Regions from separate parts of the Zea mays genome. Here region 1 is linked to region 2. The links are chromatin contacts, called in public Hi-C maps. All regions are on one chromosome and are shown on one strand. Each heading gives the region's core, a stretch centred on a gene start, on an enhancer-like site or on the middle of the called end of the contact. The rest is flanking DNA. Distances are from core to core; before and after follow the strand shown.

What was found. Hi-C and Micro-C count contacts between places; a contact is called where the count stands out from the background.
Region 1: a Hi-C map of endosperm shows a contact between it and region 2, with 6 times the contacts expected there. The contact joins the enhancer-like site here to the promoter of LOC100217046 in region 2. A contact is called at or near these places in 16 of 25 Hi-C or Micro-C datasets (bundle sheath, ear, endosperm and 5 more) and 1 of 3 datasets of contacts at active chromatin or transcription factors (leaf).

What each region holds. Positions count from the first base shown.
Region 1 is chr8:71,883,014-71,887,882 of Zm-B73-REFERENCE-NAM-5.0, forward strand. It overlaps the pseudogene LOC103635340. Among protein-coding and RNA genes, the nearest start is that of LOC100277777, 73 kb to the left of the region's middle. Within about 2 kb of position 2,553, at least 5 of the 20 cell types and tissues checked have an H3K27ac peak or open chromatin away from gene starts, as enhancers often do. A contact at or near this core is called in endosperm and root tip, where this site is marked.
Region 2 is chr8:71,802,679-71,807,453 of Zm-B73-REFERENCE-NAM-5.0, forward strand. LOC100217046 reads left to right here and starts at 3,085. Exons shown (of 8, transcript NM_001143418.1): 1 at 3,085-3,206; 2 at 3,314-3,514; 3 at 3,722-3,859; 4 at 4,043-4,103; 5 at 4,469-4,775. The coding sequence starts at 4,056.

The DNA of each region.
Region 1 (4,869 bases), core at 1,303-3,802, 80 kb after region 2:
CACACCTACCTCTTCAGCCGTTGGTCGGTCCTTAGGATCAAATGCTAGAAGCCTTTGTAAGAGCTTGAGAGCCGAAGGATCTGCACCAGGGAACTTCTCTGAAAAGGGTATTGGTTGTTTCCTCATGCAGCTCAGAAACTTCCTTGCTTTCTCATTTTGAATCTGTGGACAGAAGAACAAAAACATTCAGGATTTACCATATATGCCCGATACGGAACGTGACCCAATATTACCAAAAATAATAAAATCATACCTGTGAAATAGTATCTGTTGATGGTGTGCCCAGGAGATTAGTCATCAAAGTGAACTGGTGAAACACATTTTTACCAGGGAATAAGGGCTCCCCAGTCAAAATCTCTGCAAAAATGCAGCCAATGCTCCACATATCAATAGCCGGTGAATACTGCACAAGAGAAACAACTTAGTAATTAATATTGTCAGGATAACTTAGGCATTTCAAACTAAACATTGAAGGCGAAGGAAACAAAAAATAGACCAATAAGACTTGACAAAACAACAGTATGAAGAAAAAAATGAGTACCTTGCTGAAGAAAGATCCACATAGCTCAGGAGCCCTGTACCATCTAGTAGCAATGTAGTCCTGCAATCGTTTTAGGGCAGACATTGGGCTTAAGTTCGAAGTAGGATCCTTTGATGCCGAACACACTAAGTCAATAATGTTGCTCGTAACGCATAAGAGGCTTCAATAAAATATGATACTGTGAATCTCACAATAGTAGCACTGTAAAAATAACATACCGTGCAGAAAACTGTGGTTGGAGAGTCATCAAACGCGACCCTTGCTAGCCCAAAGTCACATATTTTGAGTTTGCAGTCAGCATTTAATAATATATTTTTTGGCTTTAAATCCCAATGATAAACATTAGCTGCAGAAAAACAAGCCAGTCAAGCATTAGCTCGTAGCCACTCTGTGATAGGTGTCAAGTAAATGCATGTAACATACTGGACCGTTTGGATCTGAGGAATTGAAATTTACTTCATAAAGTAGTCTATTTAGCTTGGAATATGATATTCCATCACTTTCCAAAGCTTAGATATAAGCTATCTTAAATTCATGGTGTGCAGAATGTAAAATGATTTTTTGTTTTAGCGGAATATGTTAAGACCCTAAAACTTATAAGACGGTCTTCGACTCACTTCTCTATAGTAAAAAAAATGTAGCACATAAATATCTCTCACATATTGTTAATAATAGTATACAAATATATTTAGCATAAAATCATATTAGCTTAATTGATATTTGCCTAAATTGCTATTATTAGAATGTAATTAAATTAGAAGAAACCAAACGGGGCATAAGTGAAATCAGCGCTAGCAGAATTTAAATAAGGATTTAAACAAAAGAAACGAAAAAGATCTGATAGTAATTATCTAAGGTACACGTACACTTTCATCTAATAGGCACAGGGGATGTCAATAAATTTCATCCCCCCTTAGAACATAAAGAAAGCAGCACATCACACCGTCAATGTGCATTGATCAGAAGACCTTTGAGGCTGAGATAAGGAAATCGTTAGAGGCGTGTGCGTACCAGCATGCATATACTTCAACGCACGCAGCATCTGATAGAGAAAGTACTGGTGGTGCTCTGTCGTCAGGTCAGGGTTAGCCTTGATAACCTGGTGAAGGTCGGCCTCCATCAATTCAAACACGACATAAATGTCTTTGTAGTCCCTCCTAGCCGGAGGCAACATGACATGCTTGATCTCGACAATGTCAGGGTGTCGTAACAGCCGGAGCAGCTTGATCTCCCGGAGGGTCCTGGCGGCGTCGGACAGGTCATCGAAGACGCCTCCTATTTTCTTGATCGCGACCTTCTCGCCGGTGCGCCGGTCAATAGCTGAGCAAACGACCCCGTAGCTGCCTCTGCCGATGATCTCTTGGGGTATGTATCTGTCGGCGTCGCTGAAGGACTCCATGTCTGGTGGGTTCTGCGAGTTTTGGTAGATGGGGACGGTAAGAGATCACCGATGGTAATGATAACTAGGCAGCAGTCGGCTCGTAGGATTTATATATACGTAGTAGTCCGTAGTAGTCCGTCCACAAAATGAAGGAAATAAATAAATACTCCTGCGGCTTGGATTAGGAAGATTGGATAAACATACATACCCAAGTCACGCGAATCCAATACCAGCGTCGCGTGGTACTCCTGCCGCGTATATCGGTTGGCGTCAAAACAACAACCGTATTTTTCGGGGATCTGAAACTGAAAACCTAGTAGCTTGCTTCGGACTCTGGGGAGGACTAACAACTCGTATCTCTTAATCTCTATCGCGCTGCAAGCAAGCAACTCAGGATCAAAACCCAAATCCATCCTTTCCTGCCGATGCCAAAATCCGGAGAGGCCGCATCCTTATCCAGCCAGTCGTCCCATACGAGCGTTGTCGATGGCACCAACACCGGGCGGCAGAGAAGAGATAAGAAGCAACCTTTCCACGCTCTGGAACCGACCTCCCCGCCTTCTTCCTCTGCTCCGCCTGCGCCAGCGCGCCGGCATTGACCTCCGGCATCGCCAACCCCTGTCGCCCCAATCCGCAGGCAAGGAGGGGGAGAAGAGTGGGCGGCGGAGGAGCAGAGGCGGCGTCCCCTTGGGTTACTTGGGGCTTGGGGCTGTTTGTTTCAGCTTTTTTCTGACCAGATTTTTTGAAAATCTGGCTGTAGGGAGAATCTGACTGTGGAGAGAATCTGAGTATCATTACGATTACGTGTGGGGGAAGACAAAGTTGTTCATAGGACTCAAGATCTAGAAAGTGACGGATTCCTACTATTACAACGACTCAACCGATTATGTGTTTATGTTGATTTTGAATGGTTTTTGTTCCAACGAATTTTATAGAAGCTGGCTCAAAAGCTGAGCGTTTGGTAGTCCGCAGCAGCTTTTGATGGCCAGAAGCTGTCAGAAGCCGAAACAAACAGGGCCAATATGTGCGCGGTGCAGCAGGGTGGCGTGGGTGTGTGCGCGCGTGAAACAAGTCGAGGGAGATGCGCGTGGACGGTCCTGCCCTTGCCCTCTCCGGCGACGGCGAGCGGCTGAACTGCGGCGATGGCGCGCGCCGTTAGGCGAATATTTCATCATGGTCAGCGAGATTCTCTACTTTATTCAACAATTCTCCGCGGTCACAATTACTCTATATATCTACCCTATACCCCACACTATTCTATCCCCTCCCAGCCCCCACCGCGCCTGCCACTGTGCCCGGGCCCACCTCCACCGCGCCTGCCTACCACTGTGTACGTTGTGCCATGCAAAGAAGATGAGAGAGACTATAGAGTTGGGCGGAAGAGTGCGCTAGATTTAGAGTTTTCCCAGCTACTGTTGCATTTAGCGTCGGGCTGAAGTTTCCCCGCTGCAGCACATTTGTTGACTCTATACCTTTAGAGTTGTGTTTACCGTCCGTGGCTGCGGACAGCCTTAGTCTCGACCTCTCGGTGACAATTGCATACTTCGCAGTTGGCACTTGGCACTATAGCCAACAACTAATGCGTAATCATATCATTTGTGTGTATCACATTTAACGCTTACATCCACCATAATCTCGGGTAGATTTTAAAAAAACCTAACCAATCATAATTATGTCTACAGTTAGTGGACTAAGAGACTCGTTTGTATACTTGCACATAAGACCTGATTGCACATAAGAAGCTAAGCTAAAAACAGTTTTTAATTGTTTAATTACGTCATATCCTTATTGGTTTCATGTAATTTATATCTATTGCCCCGTTTTTAAAACTAAAGGAAAGGTATGTTAGTAATTATGTGTTGGGGGCCTTCGGCTTCCGAAGGTCCTCAAAAACATGATTTGACAATGTTTTCCAAGTGAAATATGTGAACAGGTATCTTCAGAATCGGGTTATGAGTATACAAGAGTACGGTCAGGACGAAGCTTGAGTGAGACGGAAGGCGATTATGACGAAGGATAAGATGATCACGAAGCTACGACATGACAGCAGAAAAGGGGAACCGACTTAAAGATGAAAAGGCAAATTAGACCCCGAAGAATTACTATAGAGTTATTGATAAATGTAAAGGGCATTAATGTAATTCTACACGGGCCGCGTCCCTTGCCTATAAATAGATGAACAGTACTCCCGTACTGTTCACGCTGACTTGGCATTCGCTTTTCGCATTACGCCTGTACCTTTATTTTCCGTCAATCCGAAGGTACATGTATAATTTGTTATTATGAATATGATAGTGCAAATAAAAATAAGTTGATAATAATATTTATATTATTGTTTGTATTTCTTATACGAATTCTTTCTTATCATTTATCGAGTTTACGAAGGTCTCTTTCTTCATAACCTTCGTCCGAAATTCATTATGTCCGAAGGGATATAAAGTCTTGAAGGACGAAGGACCTTTATATTTAACACTTTTTATGTTGCCTTGTTCTTAACTCTTAGCATTTGAGAAAAGTCCCTAACATTGGCGCCCACCTCCGGTGAACTCACGTACATTTTTTGAGTTTTGAACACCTTCGGCAAGCATCACCTTCGTCATGCCACCGAAGAAAGTTTCAGCAACAGGGGCTGCCACTCTGCAGCCGCTGGACCCCAATCAGGATGTCCTTTCTCTTAGGGAGGCCCGAAGCCAGAAGAGGAAGGCCACCAGTCCAACGCCTCCGGAGGACGACTTGGATCAAGAAATCCAAAACTTGGAGATGCTCCATCAACAGGTCCAACGAAAGAAGGAAAAGATGGCTCGTCTAGCTGACCTACAAAGGCAGATAGACGAAGCCTCTGAAGAAGTTCGTCATCTTGCTCAAGATGACCAGAACCGAAGGCCTCCGCGCAGAGAGCTTCATCAGGAGGGCTTCTACAACGAGGACGACTGGTATGAAGATTTCC
Region 2 (4,775 bases), core at 1,835-4,334:
AACTAACAAAATTCCCGATGACTTCCTCGGGGGTCATTAGTGGATATCTTGGATTACCACGAATTAATTGAACTTGTGTGGGGTTAAGGAAAATAAGAGCTCTTAGAATAACCTTAACCACTTCGTGGTCATCCCATTTTGTACTCCCGAGGTTGCGCACTTGGTTCACCAAGGTCTTGAGCCGGTTGTACATGTCTTGTGGCTCCTCCCCTTGGCGAAGACGGAAGCGACCGAGCTCCCCCTCGATCGTTTCCCGCTTGGTGATCTTGGTGAGTTCATCACCTTCGTGCGCCGTCTTGAGAAGATCCCAAATCTCTTTGGCGTTCTTCAACCCTTGTACTTTGTTGTATTCCTCCTTGCTTAGGGAGGCAAGGAGGATGGTTGCGGCTTGGGAGTTGAAGTGCTCGATTTGGGCCACTTCGTCCGTGTCATAGTCCTCATCCCCTATAGATGGTACCTGTACACCATACTCAACAACATCCCATATACTCTTGTGGAGAGAGGTTAGATGAAATCGCATTAAATTACTCCACATAGCATAATCTTCACCATTAAAAGTTGGTGGTTTACCTAATGGGACGGAAAGTAGAGGTGTATGTTTAGGAACACGAGGATAGCGTAGGGGAATCTTACTATACTTCTTACGCTCTTGGCGTTTAGAAGTGACGGACGCCGCGTCGGAGCCGGAGGTAGATGTCGATGAAGTGTCGGTCTCATAGTAGACCACCTTCCTCATCCTCTTGGGCTTGTCCCCACTCCGATGCGGCTTGTGAGAAGAGGATTTTTCCTTCTTCTCCTTGTGGTGAGAAGAGGGAGATCTTTTCTCCTTCCGCTTGGAGGAGTTCTTCTTCTTCTCCCTTCTCTTGGTGCGGGACTCTTCCGATGAAGTGCTCCCTTAGCTTGTAGTGGGCTTATCGCCGGTCTCCATCTCCTTCTTGGCGTGATCTCCCGACATCACTTCGAGCGGTTAGGCTCTAATGAAGAACCGGGCTCTGATACCAATTGATAGTCGCCTAGAGGGGGGGGGGGGTGAATAGGGCGAAACTGAAATTTACAAAAATAATCACAACTACAAGCCGGGTTAGCGTTAGAAATATAAACGAGTCCGCGAGAGAGGGCGCAAAACAAATCGTAAGCAAATAAGAGTGTGACACGCGGATTTGTTTTACCGAGGTTCGGTTCTCGCAAACCTACTCCCCGTTGAGGAGGCCACTAAGGCCGGGTCTTTTTCAACCCTTTCCCTCTCTCAAACGATCCCACGGATCGAGTGAGCTTTCTCTTCTTCTCAATCAACCGGGAACAAAACTTCCCCGCAAGGGCCACCACACAATTGGTGCCTCTTGCCTTGGTTACAATTGAGTATGATCACAAGAATAAATGAGAAAGAAAAGAATGCGATCCAAGCGCAAGAGCTCGAAAGAACACAAGCAAATCACTCTCGCTAGTCACTAAGGGCTTGAGTGGAATTGGAGAGGATTTGATCTATTTGGTGTGTCTAGATTTGAATGCTAGAGCTCTTGTAGTAGTTGAGAAGTGGAAAACTTGGATGGCAATGAATGTGGGATGGTTGGGGTATTTATAGCCCCAACCACCAAAAGTGACCGTTGCTGGCAGCCTCTGTTCGATGGCGCACCGGACAGTCCGGTGCCTCTGCCACGTCACCATTGCCGTTGGATTCTGACCGTTGAAGCTTCTGACTTGTGGGCCCGCCGAGGTGTCCGGTGCACACCGGACATGCACTGTTTGATGTCCGGTGCACCGGTATGGGCAGCCCTGACGTCTGCGCGCGCTGCGCGCGCATTTAATGCTCCGCAGGGAGCCGTTGGCGCCGCAGAGAGCCGTTGCTCCGCTGGCACACCGGACAGTCCGGTGCACACCGGACAGTCCGGTGAATTATAGCGGAGCGGCTGTCGTGAAAACCCGAGGATGACGAGTTCCGGAGGCCGCGGTTCGTTGGCGCACCGGACATGTCCGGTGCACACCGGACAGTCCGGTGAATTATAGCGCGCCGGCCTCCGCGAATTCCCGAGGGCGAAGGGTTGAAGTCGAAGTCCTCTGGCGAAGGGTAGAAAACGAAGTCTACGGGCGCACCGGACACTGTCCGGTGCACACCGGACAGTCCGGTGCCTCCAGCCAGAGGTGCCCTCGGTTGCCTTATTGCTCCTTTGTTGAATCCAACACTTGGTCTTTTTATTGGCTAGATGTGAACCTTTTGCACCTGTATAACTTATACACTAGAGCAAACTAGTCAGTCCAATATTTGTGTTGAGCAATTCAACCACCAAAATTATTTAGGAACTAGGTGTAAGCCTAATTCCCTTTCAAATTGCAACACAGAAAAAACAGCCAAGTTGAGTTTCTCTCCGTACTTCTCCCCCCAATATTTATAATATTTTGCAATCATTCTCTTGTCCATTTCAGCACATAAGTTGTCTTCGCTACGACACCACTCTCGCAATAAAACCAAAACATCAGCAATCTCGTGGAAGTAAGAATGTGAGGTTGGTTTACTTGTGACTGAAACACGAAGGGTAAGTTCATAGAAGTGCTCTAGGAATTCAGCCATTTTTCTTGCCTTTTCCCAATCTGATTTCTCAGGAACACCGAGGCCATTTTCACCTTCTAAATCTAGCCTATAGTATGGATCTTCATCACTATACCTTTCAAATGCCTTTTCATATTGTTGTGCAATATTTAGCATAAGGTATGTTGAATTCCACCTAGTGCAAACATCAAGGGTTAAAAATGCTTTGGTCTGTACTTTTGCTAATTCAGCACATTTCTTAAATTTGACTCCAGGCACAGTCATACTCCGAACAGATTGATAGGATACTCGCATCGCATTCCGTCACGCCTCCTCTAATCCACGGCCTCCCTGAGTGCGTCAGCGCCTCAAACGGTCTATCTTCCTAACGGCCCATTTCTCTATGTTGCGGAAATAACCGCAGCTGGGAGCCCCGCGATCGGCCCATTCTGAATTGGTCCACTTCTTCCGCCACACCCGAAATCAACGAGCATCTTCAGACTAGTCTAGCAAGCTAGCTCCTCACGGAACCTGCGCTCCGATCCGCCACCTCTCTTATCTGAAAACCTCCAGAGTCCAGCCTCCCTTCCGATTCCACCTCCAAGCTCCCAGTCCCAGCCATGGCGTCTCATGATCATCACCACTCCCACTCCCACGACGACCACCACCACCATTCCCACGGGTGCGCGCGCGCGTGCCATCGCTCCTAGAATTCCGCGATCTCGGTCGCTGTCTGCACATCTGACTCGACGCGCTCTTGGTGTGGCATTTAATTTGCTGCGCTTTCAGGGACGGCGGTGGCCATGCGGCTGGGGGATCGTGGGTAGGGGAGGACGGACGCGTGTGGCACTCCCACGACGGCCTCGCGCCCCACTCCCACGAGCCCATCTACTCCCCCGGCGACTTCACCAAGCGCGCGCCGCCGCTCGCCTCGCGCGACTTCGCTGACCGCGCCTTCACCGTCGGCATTGGCGGCCCCGTAGGCACCGGGTGAGCTCGGATGCTTTCTACTACTTGCTTTTACTCCTTCCAAATTCCAATCTCTGGTAGGCTGGTAGCCTACATTTACATCTCATAATTCCGGTGCGGTTACTTGGCGGAAGATGTGAAATTGTGGCGGCCGGAGAGAGACGCGCCTCCACGACATCTGTGTGAAGTTTCTTTCGTAATTCCTACTTGCACCGGTGCAAATTGCAGCTTAATCTGGGGTTAGGTTTGTTCTTGATGGAGGCTTCTGGACATCGATGGGATCTTTGTCGATAAAGCGCTTGCTTGTGCTGATTCATACCCTTTCGTTGGTTTTGTTCCTGAAGCTCCGTCCTGACATTTGGAGTGGTTAGTTGATATGATTAATTTGGAACATTGCATGTACGCATAATCATCCTGTAGATTAGTAGCCTGAATAACATTCTACTACTGAAACCAATAAACTTCATTGTCTGTGCATTGACCAGCACCAGCTACACTTTCAGTTATATGGATCCTGACACTTTTTTGAACATTTTTTTCCTTATTCAGGAAAACTGCCCTCATGCTAGCATTGTGCAGATTTCTACGCGACAAGTATAGTCTTGCAGCTGTACGTGGCACTCTGCCCTCTTATTCTTCTACAGAAGCGATCTGGTTTCCTCACCGAACTGAAAATGCAATGCTACATAAGATTTTCTGCATGCCTGGTCATATAGTTTCGAGATATTCACCTATAACCCAGTGCTTCAGTTTTGCTTCTCATCTTCAGACTTTTCACTTGTAAAATAAAGCAGGTTTTATTTGTCATATTTCTGATAATTCAACTTAAACCAAAGCGTCTTTCACTTTCTTAATCAGTGATTTTACCTGTGCGATGCACTGATATAGAAATAAAGTAGTTTTTCTTCTTGCGAAAATTTCCAGAACATAGAATATCTACAATGAGCCTTTTCTATTTGTTCTCTTCACATTCAGGTCACAAATGATATATTCACAAAAGAAGATGGAGAATTCTTAATTAAACATGGAGCGCTCCCTGAAGAACGTATACGTGCAGTGGAAACTGGAGGCTGCCCTCATGCGGCTATTCGCGAAGACATCAGCATAAATCTTGGTCCTCTGGAGGAGCTATCGAACTTGTACAAAGCTGATTTGCTACTCTGTGAATCTGGAGGAGGTATATTTTTTTACTTGATCCAAAATAAATGTAGGTCATTTCTATTGTTATGCATGTTAGAATCTACGCCGGAGAGACAACCCTGCAGGTTGCCGGCGAGCTCCT